3 separate regions of the Zea mays genome follow, and all the other regions are linked to region 1. A link is a contact called in public Hi-C data. All regions are on one chromosome and are shown on one strand. Each heading gives the region's core, a stretch centred on a gene start, on an enhancer-like site or on the middle of the called end of the contact. The rest is flanking DNA. Distances are from core to core; before and after follow the strand shown.

Region 1 (4,176 bases), core at 849-3,348:
ATCCGATTAATAGAGAGCGCGACATAGCAATCACATGACGCAGCCAAGTTCGTACGACACAAATACCGTGTCGTGTTGCCAGGGCGCAGCCAATGCATAGCTGATGCCATAACTCAGCCGATTAATAACGCAGCCTGATCGGCGTGTCCGAGTACCCACTATACAATTTAATCGCTCATCGTGAGTTTAAAAGCTCAACACAATATAAATATTTAGAGCGATTTGAGTATACACAATATATACTCCACATGCATTTTAATAATTTTCTACTATTTACTTCAGAAAATAAAGTAGAAAAAATAAATACCAATATTGATGCTTAATCATAAGTGTAAAATTTTTTTCCAATATTTAAGCATGCAATTTTCTACTAAGTATTTAAGACATCAAATATTTAACCAAAAGGTAGATCAATCATGAGTCTGCATGCATCTGCCTGTGTGCGTGGTTGTTTGTGTATGCCGCACAGTGTGCATGCAGAGCACATCCGAGAGTGACTCAGTCTTGGATCCGGTTTCCTGGGAGCAGCCACACCGCGCGCGACGTGCCTGTGCATTGCTCTGCTGCATGGCCACATGCGGTTTACCCGCTCCTCTGCTCAACTGTGTGCATGGCAGTCAAAGATTGCTTTTTTTTCTTTCGGACACAAGTGTGTGCATGCAGTCAAAGATCCGATTTCCTCTATGATCGCCGCATAGACCGCAAGCCAGGCCGTTCGCTTCGGCCTGCCGATGCCAACCTTGCGCCCTTGCCCATCTGCTGACGCCATGGCAGAAGCTTGCACACGCGGCTTGCGGCGGACCTCGGTCTCGCTCGTGTGGCACACGTCGGCTGGGACGAAGCTCGCCCATGGGTAGCCTACAGCGTGACATTGAGTTGACCTGCGCGTGTCGTCGTTACACGCAGTCACGGTGCTGCTATGTTCGGCCGTGTGGTTCCCGACGGTCGCGACACGCTCTCGCACACCAATATCAAATTCAACGTTTGCGGCAGGCACATGCGGCGGCGGCCGGCATGCACGCAGTGCACTACGTGCCGACGCGGGGGTGAGGGACGGCGCTGCTGGCGCGGTCTCTAGTGGTGGCGCTAGCCACACCGAGCGGGGGCGGGTAGATCCATTCTACTAACAAACAAAATCATACCACTCAATTTGGTTGCGTAGATGAATCTGAGCCGGTCGCGTAGGACAGTTCGGCTAAACCGGAGGACCTGCCGGCGTGATGGAGGGTCGGTGCCGATCGAATCCGTAGCAACATTAAGGTAGAGCGTGCTGATAACGTGTTAAGAACTACGTCAACACGGATCATCAGATCCACTCCCTTTCCTCCCGTCAGCAGTAGAGGCGCAAGAAGCTGTAGAGTACCAGTCTCCCTTCCCATTAGCACGACAGAGGAAACACAATAGATATGATGTAGGGTTGGGCCTCTGACCTCTTTCTCTTCTCTATTCCATATGAGGGGTACAAGTTCTATATATAGAGACGCGATAGCCCTCAGAGCTATATTCAGTATTTGCCCATGTAACCCTTCATTAGTGTTTCTCAACACAAACCAGCCTCATCATGTCGGCGTGTGGGGAAACCTCCCAGCATCTCCCTCTCAAGTCTCACCTCCAGTCCGTCTCCGTCCACAGCAATTTGAAAAAACCGCGTCTATTTTTTTCTTCCCACGAACACGAACACGTTGCGCACACGGGCGGAGCCCTGCCCGCGCGTCCAACCGCCGACACGTGTGCACTGCCGGTTGCCCACCCAACCCAATCACACGGCGCCTTGCCCCGCAGGCAGGTGGGCCCCGCGCGACCGCGCACCACGTGGGCTGCCGCCTCCCGGCCCCAACCGTCCCAGGCCCGACAAGGAATCTCCACCCCACGACCCCGCGTCCAAGCCTCCCAGGCCCCACCTGTCGGCCCGGGCCCAGGCAGCGGCATCGGGCCATGCCGCCGGCCCACCTGCCCCCCTGGCCCCGCTGCCACCCCCGCCGCGGGACACGCGCCTCCGCGCCACCATTTAAAACGCGCCAGCGCCGCGGCGGTGGCGAAAGCCTCGTCGCAACCAGTCAACCACCCTATAAAGCGCGGGGTCTCAGTCTCACCGGCACCTCTTCAATCCCAGTCCCACACAAAGTTTCTCCTCGATCCTCATCTCCTCCCTCTCTCGAGTCAAGAGCAGAGCAGCTACCAAACAAGCTCTCCTTTCGCTTCCGATCCATGGAGCTCGACGCCGACAACCTGAGCGCCACCGAGCTCCGCCTCGGCCTGCCTGGGACCAGCAGCAGCAGCAGCGACGACTGGCAGAAGAAGCCGTCGCCCTCCGTCGGGGCCAAGCGCGCTCTGGACGACGGCACCAAGAGCGAGGCCTCGGGGACCAGCCCGGCCGCCAGAGACCTCGACTTCGACCACGACCACGACACCGCCGCGCCTCCCAAGTAAGAACTAGACCCCCCATGTACACGCTCCCAGCTCCCTTCGTAGGCACCGCCTGCATCAAGATTCAATTCAAGAGACAGGGGTGCATGGGCTAACCTGCCTTTTTCGCTTCGTCAGGGCGCAAGTGGTCGGGTGGCCGCCGGTGAGGGCGTACAGGAAGAACACCTTCCAGGCGGCGGCGGCGGCCAAGAAGGTCGAGCAGAAGCAGAAGCAGCAGCAGCAGGGAGGCCTGTACGTGAAGGTGAGCATGGACGGCGCGCCGTACCTCAGGAAGGTGGACCTCCGGATGTACAAGGGGTACAGGGAGCTCAGGGAGGCTCTGGACGCGCTCTTCACCAACTCCTTCTCCGCGGCGGCAGAGGGCGGCGGCGACCACCACCAGCACGCCATCGCCTACGAAGACAAGGACGGCGACCTCATGCTCGCCGGAGACGTGCCCTGGGAGTAAGTACACCGTCGGGTTCGGATCAGCAAGCATGCTGCTCCGTTCTGTGGATCTGAGGATACGTTTGGTGAACAGAAGCCTGATTAATTGTGATTCTTAATTTCACCCCCTTTGCAGTATGTTCATCTCTTCGTGCAAGAAGCTCAGGATAATGAAGGGCTCTGCCTCTGAGGCCAGGTGATCGCTGATCCATACATAAACAGAGGCTACAGACACGCCACCTGGGAACGCGGATCCAAGAGCACACACGGATCGTACTTGACGAGGAAGGAGGGAGGAGCAGTGTGGCTTGAGCTCTCCAGTGTTGTACAAAGACATGTTTCTTTCTGAACCCAAAAGGGAGAAAGATGTATGAAGCGTGTATATAAGATCTTAGCTAGCAGTTTGTTTTCATTTGTATGAGCGATCGAAGGCTGTAAAAAATGAAAAAGAAAAAAGAAAAGGGAATGAGAAATTGACTAAAGCTGGTCATTTTTCCTCTCCACAGGCTCAACTCTGTATGAGAAAAAAAAGACATTTTTCCGGTCACTGTGATTTTGCATGATCCCTTCATGTATACTACGCTTGTAAACCAAATGAGCATTTCCCCCATGCGGCAAATCAAGCATCTGCCTTATCCAACAACCCCATCTAGTTTTGGAGTCCAAGAGCTTCATCCTACCCTATACTCTGGCCTGGTAATTCAGAACTCAGATCTGGAGAACTGGACGGCACAACACATGAACATGACGGAAACAGATCTGGAATGGGCTTAAAAACATGATTATTTTTCCCCAAGTACATTTCTCGGAGACAGGCCATGATAAGAAATTAAGGCACAAGGTTGTTTATATTAGTAAAAAAACACACACACACAAAATAGCAAAAGAAAATAACTAAGCAGCAGTAAGACATATAATCACAAGTTTAAGCAATCTATTCAAAAGTTACTGATATTTTTTGTAATGCTAAATAAACATCATTAAGTTAACTATAACAAACCTAACTAGGGATATAAATGTTAATATTTGTTTCCTATAAAAGTTACCAAACCTAACAAAATTCGACTTGCCCAAGCCCTACTACGGTTACGTTCTCTTTTTTTTCTTTCTTTATTTGAGGGAGTAATAGACAACAGCCACCGGCCATTGTTGAAGCTGTAAAGAAGATAAGGCAGCGTCCATGCCTGCCACTCTGCCAGTGCCGGCTGCCGGACAAAGCGGGCATGGACCAAGAGGTGAAAGGGAACCCCGGGGGGAAGAATCCAAACGCACGGAAAGCCACGCACGCTGTCTGCGAGGAGCCGAGCATTTCATGGCAGGATA
Region 2 (4,176 bases), core at 1,066-3,565, 390 kb after region 1:
CCTATGTGTTCGCGTGTGTTCTTTCCTTGATCACCCGAAAATTTTGCGAATTCGGGTATCCTGGTTCCCTGTGCGTATGGGTGGTGGTCAAATCAGCTGTCATAAGGTTTCCGATATGATTGCCCCCCAGGGACCATGCTTACTCCGAGCTTATCTCGGAACGCCCCGGCTATTTCTTCCCTCACTATATCAATGGCAGCCGGTGCGAGACCACCGGCTCTCTGGTCAAACATAGGTGGGGTTGGCTAGATATTAGCATGTTGTCTTCCCCCCCATTGGTTTGAGCTACGTGGTCCATTACCACTTGCCCTATATGGTTCATATGGTTGATCGTTCCTTTCCGGCCTTCTAGGTGGGGCCGGAATGCTTTCCTGGGCTCTATACCTCGAATTAATAGGCTGATGCATTGCATAGTGCGATGGGAAGTGTTGCTGGGACGGGTGAGGATTCAAGTAACAATCCTCCTCAAAAAGATCATGCGCGGACTGTCCGGACATTGGCCCGGACCGTCCGTGATTATATGCGGACCGTCCGTCGTTGTATGCGGACGGTCCAACTGGGTAGTTTAGATTCTATGCCGTATGTGGTGGCTCGGGCGCATATCTAGGTAACTCATTAAAAGTAGGCCCGACTGTTGCTGGCCCGGACGGTCCATGCATGGGCAGATCGGCTGATTTGCTGCCGATTTGCGGTTGCTCAGGGTATGTGTCCATCGGCATCCCATAAAGGGGTTGTGACTGGTCGTGACAACCTATAGCCGATGTATTACGTGTGTTACCCCCTAATTCAACCTCGTGCGAAGTAAAATTTGCGATATTAGATTTATCAAATGCACGTACTAGTCTCCTATAATCGTTTTGCATACCCCCTATGATATTTTGCATTTGTTCACGCTGTTCATCTACATAATTTCTAAGAGATTGTAGCTTGTTTGTATTACTTACATTGGGGATTTCTAGTGTGGGTCGGAGCGAAGCCGGATCCGTCGCCCGATGTCGGACGACCTTGTTGTTCCTGTCCACTTTGAAGTTGGCCAAGAACTTTGCTTTTGCCTCCTGGATCATCTGCTCCTTGTGCTCCTCGAATTAGAGCTGTTCGTCAGCCGGCAAGGTCTCCCAAGTCGGCTCTATGATGTTGCTTGGGGAAATATCAGAGCTATCTCTTGAACCGGCCATTGAGGGCCGATTTGATGCGTCTATATCTGTTTGTCCCCAACGGAGTCGCCAAAAAGTATGTTGACACCTTTTTGGAGGCGCCAATCACTCAAAAGAACCAGCGGCGGTGCTCTCTGGTCAGGCGCGGACGGTCCGCGGCACAGAGCCGGACGGTCCGCGGCCTGGCGCGAGGCGGCGGTGCTCTCTGGTCAGGCGCGGACAGTCCGCGGCCAGAGGCCGGACGGTCCGTGACCTGGTGCAGAGGCTAGGGTTTCCTGCTTGACGGCCGGACGGTCTGCGCCCTAGGGCCGGACGGTCCGCACGTGCGCAGGGGTGGCGGAAGATCGCCGGCGGCGCCTGGATCTCGCTCCCGGGAGGGACCCCGTCGGGGAGGAGAAATCCTAGGAGATGTCTAGGCTCGGGTAGACCGACCTAGACTCCTCTAATCGACGTAGAGTCGAAGAGAAGCGGAAGATTTGGGGATTGGAAGACTAAACCTAAACTAGACTAGAACTACTCCTAGGATAAAATGTAAATTGTATTGATTGAAGGTTCGATTTCTTGTTCAAATCGACCGTATACCTCTTTATTTATAGAGGAGGGGGACTGGACCCTTTACAAACTAATTTCCGAGCGAATCCCGCGAATCTAGCTAACAATCGTAGCACAAAACTCGGAACCCTAAACTACTCTGCGCACGCGCGGACTGTCTGGCCCACAGGTGCGGACCGTGCGGACCGCGGACCGTTCGGCCTCAGGGCCGGACTGTTCGCACCTTAATTTGGTGCCGAACAGGAATGATACTACGCGATAGGTATGTACCCGTTGCCATGCTTAATATATGGACGAGAAGGTTCCTATCACGTTCTATTATTTTAAAGGTTGATGTAGAAAGACGACAAATTCAAATCGGCCAGGCAACAATTATTTTAAAGGCAGCAGTGGGTAATAATGCAAGGGGCGGACACGAGACACTGCGTCGTGCGTCGGTCAAACACAACAGCATGCATAGTCGATTCGCCGCCATGCTATGTACCACGTCCACGTCCTTCTAGCTCGGTGAGCTGTCCTCCTCTTTCCCGATTCGATCCAAAACAAGACAAGTCTAAGACGAACACCAAATGAAAGGCATATAATGGGTGATGGGTGACTGCTGCTACACGCACACGCAAGAGTAGTGACGAGTAGTGGTAGCAGCAATTAACCAACGAGACACCAATGGCGGTCGCAAGTAATAGACCAGCAACCACTCTACTGCCCCTGGCGGCCCTTGTGGCCGTCGCTGGCTCCCTCTTCCTCGCCGGCCCGGCCGCGGCCGCGGGGAAGACCGGGCAGGTGACTGTCTTCTGGGGCCGGAACAAGGCCGAGGGCACGCTCCGAGAGGCCTGCGACACGGGCACGTACACCATCGTCGTCATCTCCTTCCTCAACGTCTCGGCCGGCCCCGGCAACAGCCCGCCGAGCCTGGACCTCTCGGGCCACCCCGTCGCCGGCATCGGCGCCGACATCAAGCACTGCCAGTCGAAGAGCATCATGGTGTTCCTCTCCCTCGGCGGCCGGCAGCACTCCCTGCCGAGCGCCGAGGCCGCCGCGGACCTCGCCGACTACCTCTGGTACGCCTACTTCCCGGCGCCGGCGCCGCGCGCCGGCGTGCGCCGCCCGTTCGGCGACGCGTACGTCGACGGCCTCGACTTCTTCCTCGACCGCGGCGGCCGCCCGCCGCCGGACCACCTCGACGCGCTGGCCGCGCGCCTGTGGAGCTACAACCGGCAGTTCCGCGCCCGCACGCCCGTGCAGCTGTCGGCGACGCCGCGGTGCGCGTTCCCGCCGGACGGGCCGGCGCTGCGGCTGCTCGCCACGGGGCTCGTTACCCGCGTCAACGTCAGGCTCTACGGCGACGCGCGCTGCGCCGCGTACTGGCAGCAGGAGTGGGACAAGTGGGCCGCGGCGTACCCGGGCTCCGGGCTCTACGTCGGCCTGCCGGCGTCGGAGCGGACGGTCGGGTACGTGCACCCCAAGAACCTGTACTACGGCGTCCTCCCGGTGGTGCAGAAGGCGCCCAGCTACGCCGGGATCATGATCTGGGACCGCTACGCCGACAAGCAGACCAACTACAGCAGCTACGCCATTCAATGGGCTTGACACTACGGAGACAAACCCCAGAGGATCAGAGCTTAATAAATAAACAAACAAATAAATCCAAGAAGTTTAGCAAGCAGCCATATATTTATACAATTGACAAACCTTCTGGGTTTCATATTTACAGCAACACCCGAGTTTTGACTCATAATCGAAGAATGCAGTGTTGGAATAAGCATGATACAACTATATGTGCACGCTAATGGTGTGATTGTGCGCATGGTTCGAGGGATCAGTCTGTTCTTGTGCGACTGGAGCTTCTGTAATAAGCCCCGTTGTACAGAGGTAGCAGTGACCGGGCAATTCCCCTCCTTCCACCGAGGCAACGCCAATAAAACGCCAAAAACAACAGGACAGCGCAGATCGGGAACGCCCATCTGTGCATATAAGGGTAGTAACATCACAGTAGTATAGCAGCAGACAGTAGATAGAGAGATGCCATGCATGGGCAGCGTAGAGTTGGGAAGGGAGGGAGAACTCCTGACCTGTCAAGATCAAGAACGGGGCTGTAGACGACGGTTTCCCAAGAAGAGACGATCGCGTGCCAGGCGGGGTTGTAGTACAGGGACTCCGACGACCAGAACAGCCTCGTGTATGTCTCTAGGAAGGCAAACATCACCCACGCAGCAACTTCGAGCAGGAAGAACTTGACCAAGAAGCGCCCAACGACAACCATGGCCAGGGAGAATATGGCGAGCCAGTTGAAGAGCTTGTTGTTGTACTCCTTGATGAAAAGAGCACGGGACCTTGCCAGCATCTGGGAAGCGTGCATGCATAAACTAGGTTCAGTTTAACCTTGTCAGGACTCAGGAAAGGGAGCACATCCAAAAGGGTGATTCTATATTTTGTTACTGGGTGGACCACAAAATCTGCACTATCCATG
Region 3 (4,176 bases), core at 1,106-3,605, 270 kb after region 1:
AATTCACCGGACTGTCCGGTGTACACCGGACAGTGTCCGGTGCTCCAACGGGACGCGGCTCTGGAACTCGCCAGCCTCGGGATTTTACGAAGGCTGCTCCGCTATAATTCACCGGACATGTCCGGTGTGCACTGGACTGTCCGGTGCATCCTTGGAGCAACGGCTACTTCGCGCCAACGGCTACCTGCAACACATTAAATGCGCGCGCAGCGCGCGCAGAAGGCAGGCGCGCCCATACCGGCGCACCGGACACTGAACAGTTCATGTCCGGTGCGCCACCGGACATCGAGGCGGGCCCAGAAGTCAGAACTCCAACAGTTAGATTCCAACGGCACTGGTGACGTGGCTGGGGCACCAGACATGTCCGGTGTGCACCGGACTGTCCGGTGCGCCATCGAACAGACAGCCTCCACCAACGGTCATTTTTGGTGGTTGGGGCTATAAATACCCCAACCACCCCACCATTCATTGCATCCAAGTTCTCCACTTCCCAACTACTTACAAGAGCTCTAGCATTCAATTCTAGACACACCAAAGAGATCAAATCCTCTCCAAATTCCACACAACGCTCTAGTGACTAGAGAGAGATTTGCTTGTGTTCTTTCGAGCTCTTGCGCTTGGATTGCTTTCTTCTTTCTTGATTCTTTCATTGCGATCAAACTCACTTGTAATTGAGGCAAGAGACACCAAACTTGTGGTGATCCTTGTGGGAACTTTGTGTTCCAAGTGATTAAGAAGAGAAAGCTCACTCGATCCGTGGGATCGTTTGAGAGAGGGAAGGGTTGAAAGAGACCCGGCCTTTGTGGCCTCCTCAACGGGGAGTAGGTTTGCGAGAACCGAACCTCGGTAAAACAAATCCCGTGTCACACTCTCCATTTGGTTGCGATTTGTTTTTCACTCTCTCTCGTGGACTCGTTTATATTTCTAACGCTAACCCGGCTTGTAGTTGTGTTTATATTTGTAAATTTCAGTTTCGCCCTATTCACCCCCCCCTCTAGGCGACTATCACCTCCGCCTCGCCCAACCCAGGGCTCGGACCGACCACGCCACAGGAGGGGCCATCATTACCCTACCCCTAGCTAGCTCTGGCTACGGGGGACAAGACCAGCGTCCTATCTGGCTTGCCCCGGTAAAACAAGTAATGATGGCGCCCCGCGTGCTCCATGACGACGGTGGCTCTCAGCCCCCTTACGGAAGCAAGGAGACGTCAGCAAGGACTCGACAGCCCCGACAGCTGTCCTTCCGCAAGGCTCCAGCGCTCCTCCGACGGCCACGACATTACACGAACAGGGTGCCAAAACCTCTCCGGCTGCCACGACGGCATGTACTTAGGGCACTAGCTCCTCTCTGCTAGACACGTTAGCACACTGCTACATCTCCCATTGTACACCTGGACCCTCTCCTTACGCCTATAAAAGGAAGGTCCAGGGCCCTCTTACAGAGGGTTGGCCGCGCGGGGAGGACGAGACGGCGCGCGCGTAAGCCTCTCGCTCCCTCCCATGCGGACGCTTGTAACCCCCTACTGCAAGCGCACCCGACCTGGGCGCGGGACAAACACGAAGGCCGCAGGTTTCCCCTTTTTACGCCTGTCTCCCTCTGGCTTTCCCCCCTTCGCGCTACGTCTCGCGCCGACCCATCTGGGCTGGGGCACGCAGCGACAATTTACTCGTCGGTCCAGGGACCCCCCGGGGTCGAAACGCCGACAATGGGCAAATACCGGTTTTACCCCTGATACATAGTTTGGGTACTCTAGTATTGAGCTCAATCCACATGTATTGAGGTGGATTGGGTGAAACTAATTTACACCCTCACCTCAATACACGTGAATTGGGGTTAATATTAGAGTATCCAAACAAAGTCTGTATATAAAGAACCTCTACACCCCTTATAATAAAATGCAGACAGAAAGAGGTTAGATACTCAATCCTACATGTGTCTTGTGTATTTCTCTGTGTATGTGGTTTGTTGGGAAGAGAACGACTTTGTACGACTTCTGGTGGCTCTACCGCGTACGGGAGAAAAAGGACAGGGAAACGAAAAAAAGTAATGATTTTTTACTGGTTCTGCAAAACTTGTCTTGTGCCTCTTGTTCGTGTGCTCTGGGCTCGTCCTGATAAATTTCTTTTAGCAAATCTTGTCGGATCGCCGGTCACCGGGCCGTCCCACTGCCCCAGCCCAGACAGACGTTACGGCAGCCGAACGCGGTCCGCGAGGCCCAGTTCCGTACTGTTTGTATCTCAGGAGTGTATGGCCCACATAACTCACGGCCCATAGCTCTTCGCCTCTTTCCCCTTCCCCTGCCTCTACTAAAGAAACGCCCGACGGCAGCCTCCGCTTCCTCCTACAGCTTCACACTTCCCCAGCAGAGCAGGCAAACCGCTCCCAGTCCCAGTCTCTCACCTGAGGTGACTGGCGTCTCTTGTCGCAAGCCGCCAGAAGCTTCGGCCCCTGACGCGTGGGGGCCCCGTCCGCCCCCGCCCCCGTCCCCACGTTGCCGGCCATGGCGGGGCAGCCACCGCCGTCCGGGGCCTCCGAGGACGACTTCCTCGAGCACTTCTTCGCCTTCCCCTCCGCGGCCTCCGCCGGCGCTGCCGGGGGCCACGCGGGCGCCGGTGTTGGCGGGGACCACCCCTTCCCCCTCGCCCTCAGCCTCGACGCCGCCGCCGAGGCCAAGCCGGTGAGCTCCCAAGTCCCAAGCCCCGCGGGACTGGCCCCTTCACCTTCACCTGCCTTGCTCCTGCTGTGTTACTAGTCGTCCAAGCGGGAGCGGGCGTGCTCGCGAGTGAATCAACAAGTGCCTGGCTGAGTGTGTCTGGGTGCCTTTCGCAGGACCGTGATCCCGTGCAGCTCGCCGGCCTCTTCCCGCCGGTGTTCGCTGGCGCCGGCGGCGTGCACCAGCCGCACCTCCGCGGCCCACCGCCTCCGCAGGTAGCAGCCGCAGGACCAATTTGGCGTCGCAGCTGAATGCTATGCTCCCCTCCTTTTTTTTCTCCTCCCCTCGGGAATTTTCGATGCTGCTGCTGATTCTTTGCCGTTTCCACGCAGATGTTCCAGGCGCAGCCGAAGCCGGGCGAGGGAGGCATGGCGCCGCAGCCGCCAGCCCCGCGGCCCAAGGTGCGCGCGCGGCGGGGGCAGGCCACCGATCCCCACAGTATTGCGGAGAGGGTAAATTTACCTAATGAACCTCACCCTTTGGATGTACAATAATTGCAATTTAGGTCGCGCTTTCGTAATCTCATTGCAGACGCTTGCGCAATCTGCGGTTGATGTAGCCAGTAGTGCCTGTAGTGGCCCACGAGATTTCAGGTGCCGTTTTCTGTTATCAGGAACTTGCTTTCCCCCGTGCTTCTCTCGGGTGTGAACTAGATTAGCGGATGTAAATGGGCGTGTTTAAGGGCATGTTTGGTTTCACTCAGATAAGCATTATCAGCTAAACTTTAGTTATCTTGAAACCAAACAGTCTCGACAATGATAGATAAACTTTAGCTAGAGCTCATATTTTATTATCTCATCATCTTCTGAACTCCAGCTAATGGCCGCTAATACTGGGTGATTGACTCGTATACCATGATTTTCACCTGTCCTGGACATAGTCCCGCGATATTAAAAAAGGTATCTATATCCTTTTGTCTGTATTAGCTAGTTCATTATCTAGGAAACCAAACACCTCACTGCTAACTAAACTTTAGCTAGCTAATAATACTTTCAATTAAACTTTAGCTAGCTAAAGTTTAGCTAAGGTGGAACCAAACAGGGCCTAAGGGAAATGTTGTTTTCATATCTTGCTGTCGGGTGGACGATGTGGTGGAGGCATATGGCGTGCTGTTTAAGCATCATGAGCTACTTGCAGCATAACCATGATGTTGCATTGTATTCCAAGTCACCACCTTTTGGACAGTTCATACATCAAACTGGAAACTTGTTTTCTACTGAGTGTGCTATGATTACTGGAGAAGTATCTAATGATTGTGTTTCAACGTGTAAACCACTTATTAATTCGGTAATGCATTACTTTGGCCTTAAAAAATGGAAAGACTGCCTTGTTGCTTGTCTTTTACTTGTGTTAACTTCCATGTCTTTTTTTTCCAGCTGAACGTTTTATATTACAATGAAGTCTTTGTGAATTCCCATAGGGTGTTCTTATCAGTTTTTTCTTTAAAACCTCAATGTGTTCCG

Evidence for each region. Hi-C and Micro-C count contacts between places; a contact is called where the count stands out from the background.
Region 2: a Hi-C map of tassel shows a contact between it and region 1, with 5 times the contacts expected there. The contact joins the promoter of LOC100280478 here to the promoter of LOC100280600 in region 1. A contact is called at or near these places in 4 of 25 Hi-C or Micro-C datasets (bundle sheath, ear, endosperm and 1 more).
Region 3: a contact with region 1 is called in a Hi-C map of tassel, with 2.5 times the contacts expected there. The contact joins the promoter of LOC100272246 here to the promoter of LOC100280600 in region 1. A contact is called at or near these places in 4 of 25 Hi-C or Micro-C datasets (bundle sheath, ear, endosperm and 1 more).

What each region holds. Positions count from the first base shown.
Region 1 is chr7:11,124,222-11,128,397 of Zm-B73-REFERENCE-NAM-5.0, reverse strand. LOC100280600 (IAA24 - auxin-responsive Aux/IAA family member) reads left to right here and starts at 2,098. Exons shown (of 3, transcript NM_001153519.1): 1 at 2,098-2,426; 2 at 2,545-2,871; 3 at 2,990-3,398. The coding sequence starts at 2,209. The coding sequence ends at 3,053.
Region 2 is chr7:10,732,998-10,737,173 of Zm-B73-REFERENCE-NAM-5.0, reverse strand. It overlaps LOC100280478 (xylanase inhibitor protein 1), which reads left to right and starts at 2,315. Exons shown (of 1, transcript NM_001153398.2): 1 at 2,315-3,472. The coding sequence starts at 2,373. The coding sequence ends at 3,296. It overlaps LOC100384250 (Guanylate-binding family protein), which reads right to left. Exons shown (of 17, transcript NM_001357883.1): 16 at 3,779-4,050; 17 at 3,365-3,670. The coding sequence ends at 3,526.
Region 3 is chr7:10,855,007-10,859,182 of Zm-B73-REFERENCE-NAM-5.0, reverse strand. LOC100272246 reads left to right here and starts at 2,355. Exons shown (of 7, transcript NM_001146741.1): 1 at 2,355-2,677; 2 at 2,830-2,928; 3 at 3,046-3,165. The coding sequence starts at 2,501.